Linked DNA regions of Zea mays: region 2 is linked to region 1. A link is a contact called in public Hi-C data. All regions are on one chromosome and are shown on one strand. The core of a region is the stretch at or near the end of the contact, and the rest is flanking DNA. Distances in the headings are between cores, read along the strand shown.

Region 1 (4,645 bases), core at 1,488-3,987:
ATCGTATCTCCTTCTATGCTGATGATGTTGTTCTGTTCTACGGCCTTCCAACCAAGATATCTCAGCATTTGTCAGCATTTTGGACATTTTTGGTCATGCTGCAGGTCTACAAACCAATATTTCCAAGAGTTCAGTTACCCGAATACAATGGGGAGGATGAGCTGGCCATCATCGCTGATCTGCTGCCTTGTGAAATAAAAAATTTTCCTTGCACTTACTTGGGAATCCCTCTATCAATCCGGAAGGTCTCTAACACTGACCTACTGCCCCTGATTGATAAAGTTGCTGACGAGCTTCCTGGATGGAAAGCAATCTCTTGAGCCAGGCTGATCATCTTGTTTTGGTTAAAGCAGTACTATCTTTTGTCCCTGACTATCTCATGCTTGCGCTGGAACTCCCTAAATGGCCCTTCAAGGCGATTGATAAGAGAAGAAGAGGTTTCTAATGGAAAGGGCAAGGTAATGCAAAAGGAGGTAACTGCCTTGTATCTTGGGAAACTGTCTAGCGGTCTTTACGGTATGGTGGTCTTGGTATTCTCAACCAGGAGTTATTTGGCTGGGACTTACGTATCCGATAGCTATGGCTGCAAAAAATCAATTCCTCGAGACCATGGTCTAGACTCCATGCCCAAGTTAACCGCAATGCAAAGGCCCTTTTTGATGTGGCTGTTGTATCCGTGGTAGGCAATGGTGAAACTGTAAAGGTCTGAACCAACTGTTGGCTTCTAGGTAACACTGTTGCTGAATGCTGACCAACTTTGATCAAATTGATATCGAAAAGGGCTTTAAAACAGAGAACAGTAGCACAAGGACTCACAGACCGCAAATGGGTTTCAGATATAAGAGGAGCTCTGTCTGTGCAGGTGCTAGTGGAATATCTGCATCTTTGGAATATGGTCGATGGGGTGGAACTTCAGCCTGACACCGCCGATCAACACATCTGGCGCCTCTCCGGCCAAGGTATTTATTCCAGCAAGTCGGCATATGATGCATTCTTTACTGGATATATCATTTTTGCTCCCTGGCGGTGTGTCTGGAAGACCTGGGCTCCCTTAAGATGCAAATCCTTTGTATGGTTGGCAATCAAAAACAGGGTATGGACAGTTGATAGATTGGCCAAAAGAGGACTGCCCCATCCAGCTGCATGCCCTCTTTGTGACCAGTCTGAGGAGAGCATTCAACATTCAACATACTCTTGTCTCATGTATTTTTGCCCGGCAAGTCTAGTCGATGATCCTCAATAAGCTAGGCCTGCTCGCCATTGCCCCTCAGCCAGGATGCAAACGGTTTTCGAACTGCTGGGGTCAAAGTATCAAAAGTGTTGAGAAGAGATTAAGGAAAGGACTTAACTCCCTAATCATTTTGGTAGCTTGGGAGATCTGGAAGCACCGAAATTCTTGTGTTTTTGAGGGTGCTACACCCTGTGTCCAACGTGTAATGTTAGATGCGGTTGAGGGTGGTGCTTGGCTTGAGCATCAGCTCTACAGGACCTCCTCCTGTGCCAGTTCCCCATAGGAAACTAGCAGGTATTTCGGCGGTAGTTTTTTGTAGTTTTGTTCCTTTGTATGTTTGGAACGCCATTCCCTAGTCTGGGTATTTGGCCTCATGGGCCTTGTAACGTGGGTTGACAAGTCTTGTCTCTCCTATCTTACTTTTCTCCTTAATGAAATGACACGCAGCACTCTTGCGTTTGTTTAAAAAAAGAAAATCCAACCGCACATGTGCAAATCATACATAATCCATAGGAATAATGCAAGTTGTCCAATTGTGACAACGGAATATACACATGATGGTAAGACTTCTTGTCTTAAAAGTTTAGGCTACATAACAAATGCACAAATAAGGATGCTAGAAGTGAAGCATGAGTGAATGACTAGCTTATTTCAGATGAGAAGTAACAGACTAACAGCAGGGGACAAACATGTATGTCAACTATAATGGACATGGAAAAATGAAATTGTGCAGTAGCAAATCAATATCCATAATAGTGAGATTAATATACAAGGCACTGTACAAGTATGTTCGATCTAGGATACAGCGAGGTCCAGACATAACAAATCTGGCGAGTACCAAAGCCTAGCTTCTCTAAACCAGTCTCCTAGTGGCAATAGCTAGCAGCAGAGGCGGGAAAGTGAATTTTACCTTGGGCACCAGGGCAGTGAGGCGTCCGTAGGCTTCGGAGGACGCGGGTAGCGCGAAGGCGAGGAAGGCGGAGACGTCCCGCGCGGCGAGGCGGCGACGGAGCGCGACGGTGAGGCGGAAGGCGCGGGAGATCCGGCGGACCTCCTTGGACAGAGAACCGGCCTCGATCACGGACGCGATCTCCTTCAGATCTGACATAAGCGCCGCTTCAGCCACACCGAATCTTCGTGGAGATGTTACATAAGAACTCTAGGGTTTTGGGGAGGGGAAGAATGGATTGAGGGAGCATACGGTGTAGTGTGGAGAGCGCCGGCGCCCCGACGGCGGGAGCTGAGGCCGCAGGCTGGGGCTCCGAGTCGTTCATCTGCACGTCTTCCGTCATCGTGGAGGCGGCGGCGAGCAGAACTGCCGGAGTAGGAGAGGATTTTGTGGCGTGGTGGCGGATCGATGAGCAGTGCCTTTTGCTTCGGGCTCAAGAAGGTCGCTTCCGGGTTCGATTACCTTGGTTCTCCTTCACCGCTTTGTGGTGTCCTCGTGTCCCGCTCCACTTGGCATCAGAAACCCAGCAGCCCTGCAGCAGACATTTCTGGGCTGCCTGATATTCGTCGTTGTTGGGCATGGAAAATATTAGGATGGCTAAATGGACAGGCCCGAAGCGTTTTAGCCCGTAGTCCGTGGGCTTTTTATCTCCTCCAAATAATCATACTTATCTTTTCTTGTGTTCCGTTTAGATATCGAGAAAACATGAAATTGAATTAAGTTTAACACCAAATCAACCCTGGCTTAAAATAAGATGTAATTTTATTTCTATTGTTTGGATGTTATTAAATTAGAGTTTAGAATTATGTGATCTAATTCCACACAATACAGAGGAGTGATACTTTTTATTGAGAGGAGTTTCTAGTTATAGTCCAATTCTATAGAATTAGGTCTCAGATTCCAAATCTTAATTCTATATGCAATCAAACAATAGAATTCTAGAAAGCTTATTCCAATTCCAATTTCTATGCTGCAATATCTACATCCTTTTGGATATTGCAGTTATTTAATATAGAGTAAATTTTATTGGCAGTTCTCGAATTGGTATCGAGTTCTCATCCAAGTTTTGATAATTTTAAATTATACAATGAGCTATATGAACTTATTTTAAGTTTTTATCTAGGTCTTGGTACTTTCAAATTACATATTTAGCTCCCTATACTTATCTAAAGTTCTCGTATAGGTTTTGAATTACGTATGTAGCTTCCCAATCTTGATAGTTTAAAAATACACTCTCAATGCACTAAAATTATATTATTGTACCATTCCCACACACTACGTTGGGTGTGCAAACATAACTTCCTAGGACTTGCTTTGACGCACCAATCTTATTGTGCTTCCACACGTCCCAGCCGAGCATTCTCTATCGTGACATCGACCCTCACCTCATGATAATCGCATTCGAGCATCATTTATCGTGACACCAACCTTCACCTCATGATAATCGCATTCAACACCACCATGGTACCCCTTTTGCTCCCTTGTCGAGTAGGAGCTCATGTTCACATTGTCACAATCGCTCTGCGCTTAGTTTCCCACACTCCCAACCCCAATCACCTCCAACCCCAATCACCTCCCTCGACAACAATTGTAGTGCAATAGAGTGAGTGGAGCACGCAACATGGTGGTGCAGCGGGCATGACATGCACAAGAATTTCTTATAGGCCAACTAAATATGTGTGGGCTTTTAAGCCAACCCAAAAAAAATGGACCAATTTTTTGTTCCATGTGGCCTAGCCAGCGGAAAATTACTAACTTCCGTAGGCTAGAACAAGGTGCCAACTAAAATTAGTGATCTTTTTGGCTCTATGCATGCTTATAGCTGACAAAAAAATACTAATTTCCATCAACTTCTCTCTTGGCCAGCAGAAGTTAGCTACTTCAACATGTCGTCCTCATGTGTGCCTATGATGGTCTCTTATCACCATCCTCACTACTCCGTAGAGATCGCAATGGAGACCGAACCTTGATTCTCCGTCGAAATTCCCCTATTACAAAATGGGCATGAAGATAATTTAGTCCTTGTGGGGATCGAAACCAGAAAAAATAGTCCCATTTCAAGAGGATGGAGATGAGGAGCCATTCACTGTCCCCATTCCTTTGTACCCACTCTCCAAACTTCTCCTGATCTAAATTAGTCCATTGACTTGTTAAAAATATAATAAAAACTCAATACATAGCCTATTATAAAATGACAAACTAAACTCTAAAGTATATGTCTTTTATAATTCAAATATTTTTGCCCAATTTATATTGATTTGATATAATCAAATTAAATTCTCTACTCTATAAATGAAAGGGAAATATGCCCTTGAGCCATTTCTATATTGTTTTGGTGATTAGATACACAACACATTATGTTTAACTAACATGATATATGAGCAAAAGTGTATGAAGCAAATTGAGCTCCGAAGAGGACATAATGAAAATCTATATGGATCAAGCAAAAAGGTATGCTCGAGACA
Region 2 (4,645 bases), core at 1,121-3,620, 510 kb after region 1:
TTCTTTCTCCTCTTTTCTGTATTATTTTCCCTTTCTATATTAGAAATTAAGTCTTAATTCTCATATTGAACCTTAATGTATTCCCATTGAGTTGATCACTATTTTTTGTAAATGCACACACACAAATAATTTCAGCATGATGCATGATGTATTTTATATGTTATTGGCTAATTACTCACCTAAAATGAGGTTATTCACATGTTATATTAAATAAAGGCAAAACATATAGGAAAATTATTCCCTTTAATATGGTTTACAAATTTGGGCATTACAAACATAAGGTGTCTCGAGCACTGATATAACATAGTTGGTAAGGGACAATAACCTCGGTGTTGTTCTCATTGATAGTTTCTCCTGAATATGGTATTTATTATTAAGCATATAACACATTACTTGAAATGCTTCTCAACATTGTACGCGAATGAAAGAGCAAACAATTAATGTGCTGTTGAAACGCACAGGCACTTAACTATCATATATAGAAGTCTACATGATATTGATGATTGCAATATAGTGGTGAAATAGATAGATTAAAATAACAAATTTTATGTATGTCTAGGATCATAAATGGATTACGAAACATTTTCTCGTAACAACACAACACATTTGTATATAAGTTATTGTGGTATTATATGTTACCGTTGCAACGCACGAGCACTCACCTAATACATAAATAAGGAGCATTCTAAGAGTAATTTGTACAACAATATATTAACTGGATTTACATCATGATGGTTGTATAAAAAATGGAACATATAGGATAAATGACGTAGTTGTATGCATAAATAGTGAAGGTATGCCTGAATCATGAAAATGCATAAAATTGACCAAAAATCCAGCTAAAAAAGCCTTGGATGTAGAAAGAATGATTGCAACCATAGAATAGTGCATTTTATCATATATTGTGCAACTATGGGCATAGATAATGGATATGCACCGGTACTCTGTAACAAAACAAGATTTAATTGTATTTGCATAGTGGTGATAGTATAAAACCTATGCAACAAATCACGATGACCTAGAAAGGATATTTAACTAGGTTTGCATATTGGTGATTTGCATATTGGTGACATTTTATCAAAAATATGAGAATAATAATGAAAGCAATAGACATGTTATTAAGAAAAAACTCGAGATGCCCTAGAAAAAAATTGACCCTAAACTTTGCCTAATGACTTACCTCGACTTTGCCTTGCTCGGCGATGACCACAGGCATGTAGGGGGACGGAGGTGCTGGGAAGAGGTTGAATGGGCACCTCGACTTTGCCTTGCTCGGCGATGAACCACAGGCGTGTAAGGGGGCGGAGGTGGTGGGAAGAGGTTGAATGGGCACGACAGCGTTGTGTGACGTGTGTATATATATATATATATATATATATATATATATATATATATATATATATATATATATATATATATATATATATATATATATATATATATATATATATATATATATATATATATATATATATATATATATATATATATATATATATACACACACTTTTTTACATGAATAGTTTTATGGATCGTGCATCGTATGTCATATGCGAAGCGCGTAGGTCTGTTCCTCTCCACCGTTTTTTCTCACTTAGCAATGGACCGTTACACCACAAATGAACCATTACTCTATAGATGGGCCGTGAGAAACTACCCCAGCCCAACACAATAAGAAGTCACACACAACAGTACAACACAACACTCTTATACACAGTAACACCTCGCTAGTTGAAGAAGGAAGAGCGACTGAGTGATCTATAGAAAGGGGTCGAGCTCATTTTTCAACCTATACCCTTTTTGTCCTTTTAGATAAAATAAAGTATAATATTTATTCTTATCAGTTTAAAATTTGATATGTGGATCATATGTTCTATTTGATATTGAATTTAATTTTTATGGGTATCAAATATAATTGCGTGCCGTTGCAACGTGCGAGCATTGGACTTGTCAGCACCAGTTTTTCTAGTTCACGCTCCACCGTCGTCGTGCTCCATTCCCTCCATACACATTTAAGTTATAAAAATACTAAAATTATGTATAAATATAGATTCAAAATATAATTATTAGCTCTAAACCTAAATTCATATAAATCTCGCCAACAGAATATATATATTTTTATGTTTTATATTTTATACTTAAACATAAATAAAAAACGTAGCACTTTGCATATATAAAGCGTGTTTGTAGTTCTCTTGCAGTGTCACATAAATGGGCCTCAATTCAGCTACAGAGACAAGCCCAATAATCCAGGCCACTGTGCGCAATGCGGGTCACTCCAAAGGTCGTGATGATGAGCCAGCTGGATCGAACGGTCGGGATTCTCCAGATCCTAGTATAAAGTAACCATCACGTCGTCCGCGCAAAACCCTCCCGGCTCAGACTTCTGCTGCAGCGCCTCCGCCGCCGCCGCCGCATCTAACGCAGTTCCCTCCGCCGCAGCCCGAGGCAAGATGGTAAGCTCTGATCCCCTCATCTACCCGCTACTGAAGATCCAGCGTGCTCGGTCGGATCCTGAGATTGATTGGATGCGCAGGTTCTCCAGAACGACATTGATCTGCTCAACCCGCCGGCAGAACTCGAGAAGCTCAAGCACAAGAAAAAGAGACTCGTCCAGTCGCCCAACTCCTTCTTCATGGTACTTGTTCTTGCCCTAATGCGTCTCCTTCATGATACTTGTTCTTAGCTCTATCGTGCTCCCGTTTCTGCGGCGGTTGTTAGCTCGGTCGTTTTCCCTTTACCTTTTCTTTATCCCCCATGTGTTAATTGGGATTTTTTTTTGTATTGTAGGATGTTAAGTGCCAGGGGTGCTTCAGCATGTAAGTTTTTCTGCCCCTCATTAGATTCTATTCAAGGTTTAGATTATTTAGTTCTCGCCAATTGTTGATTGATTGTGGGTTACCATTGAACCCCCTTCCCTGGTGCTTATGTTTTGCTTAAACCGAGGTTCTTTTGAACTGAAATATCTTTCCTATTAGTAAATACTGTATTAATTGTAGCCAGTAGGTATATTACTGATACATTTGGGACAAAGAAACTAGCCAGTTAGTAAGCTATTGTTAGATGTTTGCTATTTATTTGTTGCATGATAATATGAAGTTATGTTGTTTGACCTTCAAAATGAGTATGTGTAATTTTTTTACAGTTTTTAACTTATGGTTACTGTACAGTAGAAACTTTCTACAATTTTAATGCATTGAGTAGAGTTTGAGAACATGTTTATAAATTTCACTTGTCTTTGCTCAGAAGCTGTTAATTGTCCCTGCTCCAATTCCACATAAGATTGTTTTTCTTGGTCGACTACAATTTTAAACTGACATAGCAAGTTGTAGAAGACAAATAAAAGAAGCTATTTTTTGTTAAGTTGTACATTATTGTTGAATGGATATTATTGAATTGTCTTGTTTGACCTGCAAAGTGATTCTGTAATTCTAGAGTTTTTCCCTGACAAGGCTAGTGTGTAGTAGTAAATTTCTACTCCATTCCAAATTCTATGACATTTTGGCTTTTCTAGATTCCCTTTTGGTGTGTAATTATACTTACACTATGTCTAGATGCATAGTAGAAGAAATGTATCTAGGAAAGCCAAAAATACTTAAAATTCGGAATGGAGTACTAGTTAAGGTAGGATTTAGAGTTTTGGAAAACTGTTTATAAATTTCCTCATCTTTGGTCAGGAGCTGATAGTTGTCCTGTCGAATTCCAGCAACATTTGATTTTTTCTTGGTCACTAACAATTTGATTAAAATTTACTTTGTTAGTTGTCGTAGGTAACTGGAGAAACACTCAATAGATTATTATCACAATGATCGCTTTCTCTTCGTGGACTGATGTCTTTCCATTTGGTATTTCTGAAGTGTCAATGAATTTTCCGCGCATTGTGCATTGTGGAACGTATAGTTCAAGGACTTTCGGGAAAATGGATGGTTTGGTAGTGTTAAACTGAATTCCAGAGTAATCTATCATCCGTCAATACAAAACTACAAACAGGACCTAAGTTTGGATTAGCATGTTAAAATATATTGGTACCATCAAAACTTAATAATGATCACCAATTTGCTGTGTCTTTAGGTCCCAAATAACCAGGATGTTGTCATAAATTTAAGCATCATAAGCTTATATTGTTTATTTCATTGTGTTATAGTTATACTCATTGTTTTATCAAGTTCTCCTATGCCTTCTGGTGGAAAGGTAGTGTAATGGATTAATTAATGTTTTTTTTTGCAGAACCACTGTTTTCAGCCACTCCCAGACTGTTGTTGTGTGCCCTGGCTGCCAAACTGTCCTCTGCCAACCCACAGGAGGAAAGGCAAGGCTCACTGAGGGCTGCTCTTTCCGCAGGAAGGGAGACTAGAGCGGATGTGGTCTTCAAGTTTTGCTCTATGCCAGATACTAGCGTCATGAACTGCCTTTAGCTAAGATTTTCCATAAGTTGTTCTCGAGCAGCTATGTGTTGCATGTTGGCTACTTCCAAACTTATATCTGGTTTGGTTTGGATTGTGATGAACTAATGGCTCTTTGAATTTATATTATGATGTTGACGATATTTGGTGACATCTGGTTTCTTGGTAGTCATTGTCCTTTATCCTTTGGTTTGAGGGTTAATCCAGAGAACACTTCGTACATTTCTGTTGGCTGAGATATT

What was found. Hi-C and Micro-C count contacts between places; a contact is called where the count stands out from the background.
Region 2: a contact with region 1 is called in a Hi-C map of tassel, with 4 times the contacts expected there. The contact joins the promoter of LOC542617 here to the promoter of LOC100282792 in region 1. A contact is called at or near these places in 2 of 25 Hi-C or Micro-C datasets (ear and tassel).

Annotation. Positions count from the first base shown.
Region 1 is chr4:224,051,075-224,055,719 of Zm-B73-REFERENCE-NAM-5.0, forward strand. LOC100282792 (26S proteasome non-ATPase regulatory subunit 3) reads right to left here and starts at 2,738. Exons shown (of 8, transcript NM_001155698.3): 1 at 2,433-2,738; 2 at 2,142-2,332. The coding sequence starts at 2,523.
Region 2 is chr4:224,564,041-224,568,685 of Zm-B73-REFERENCE-NAM-5.0, forward strand. LOC542617 (ribosomal protein S27) reads left to right here and starts at 2,371. Exons shown (of 4, transcript NM_001112144.2): 1 at 2,371-2,456; 2 at 2,537-2,638; 3 at 2,791-2,819; 4 at 4,228-4,556. The coding sequence starts at 2,454. The coding sequence ends at 4,354. LOC111591473 (U2 spliceosomal RNA) reads left to right here and starts at 1,792; the gene lies at 1,792-1,979.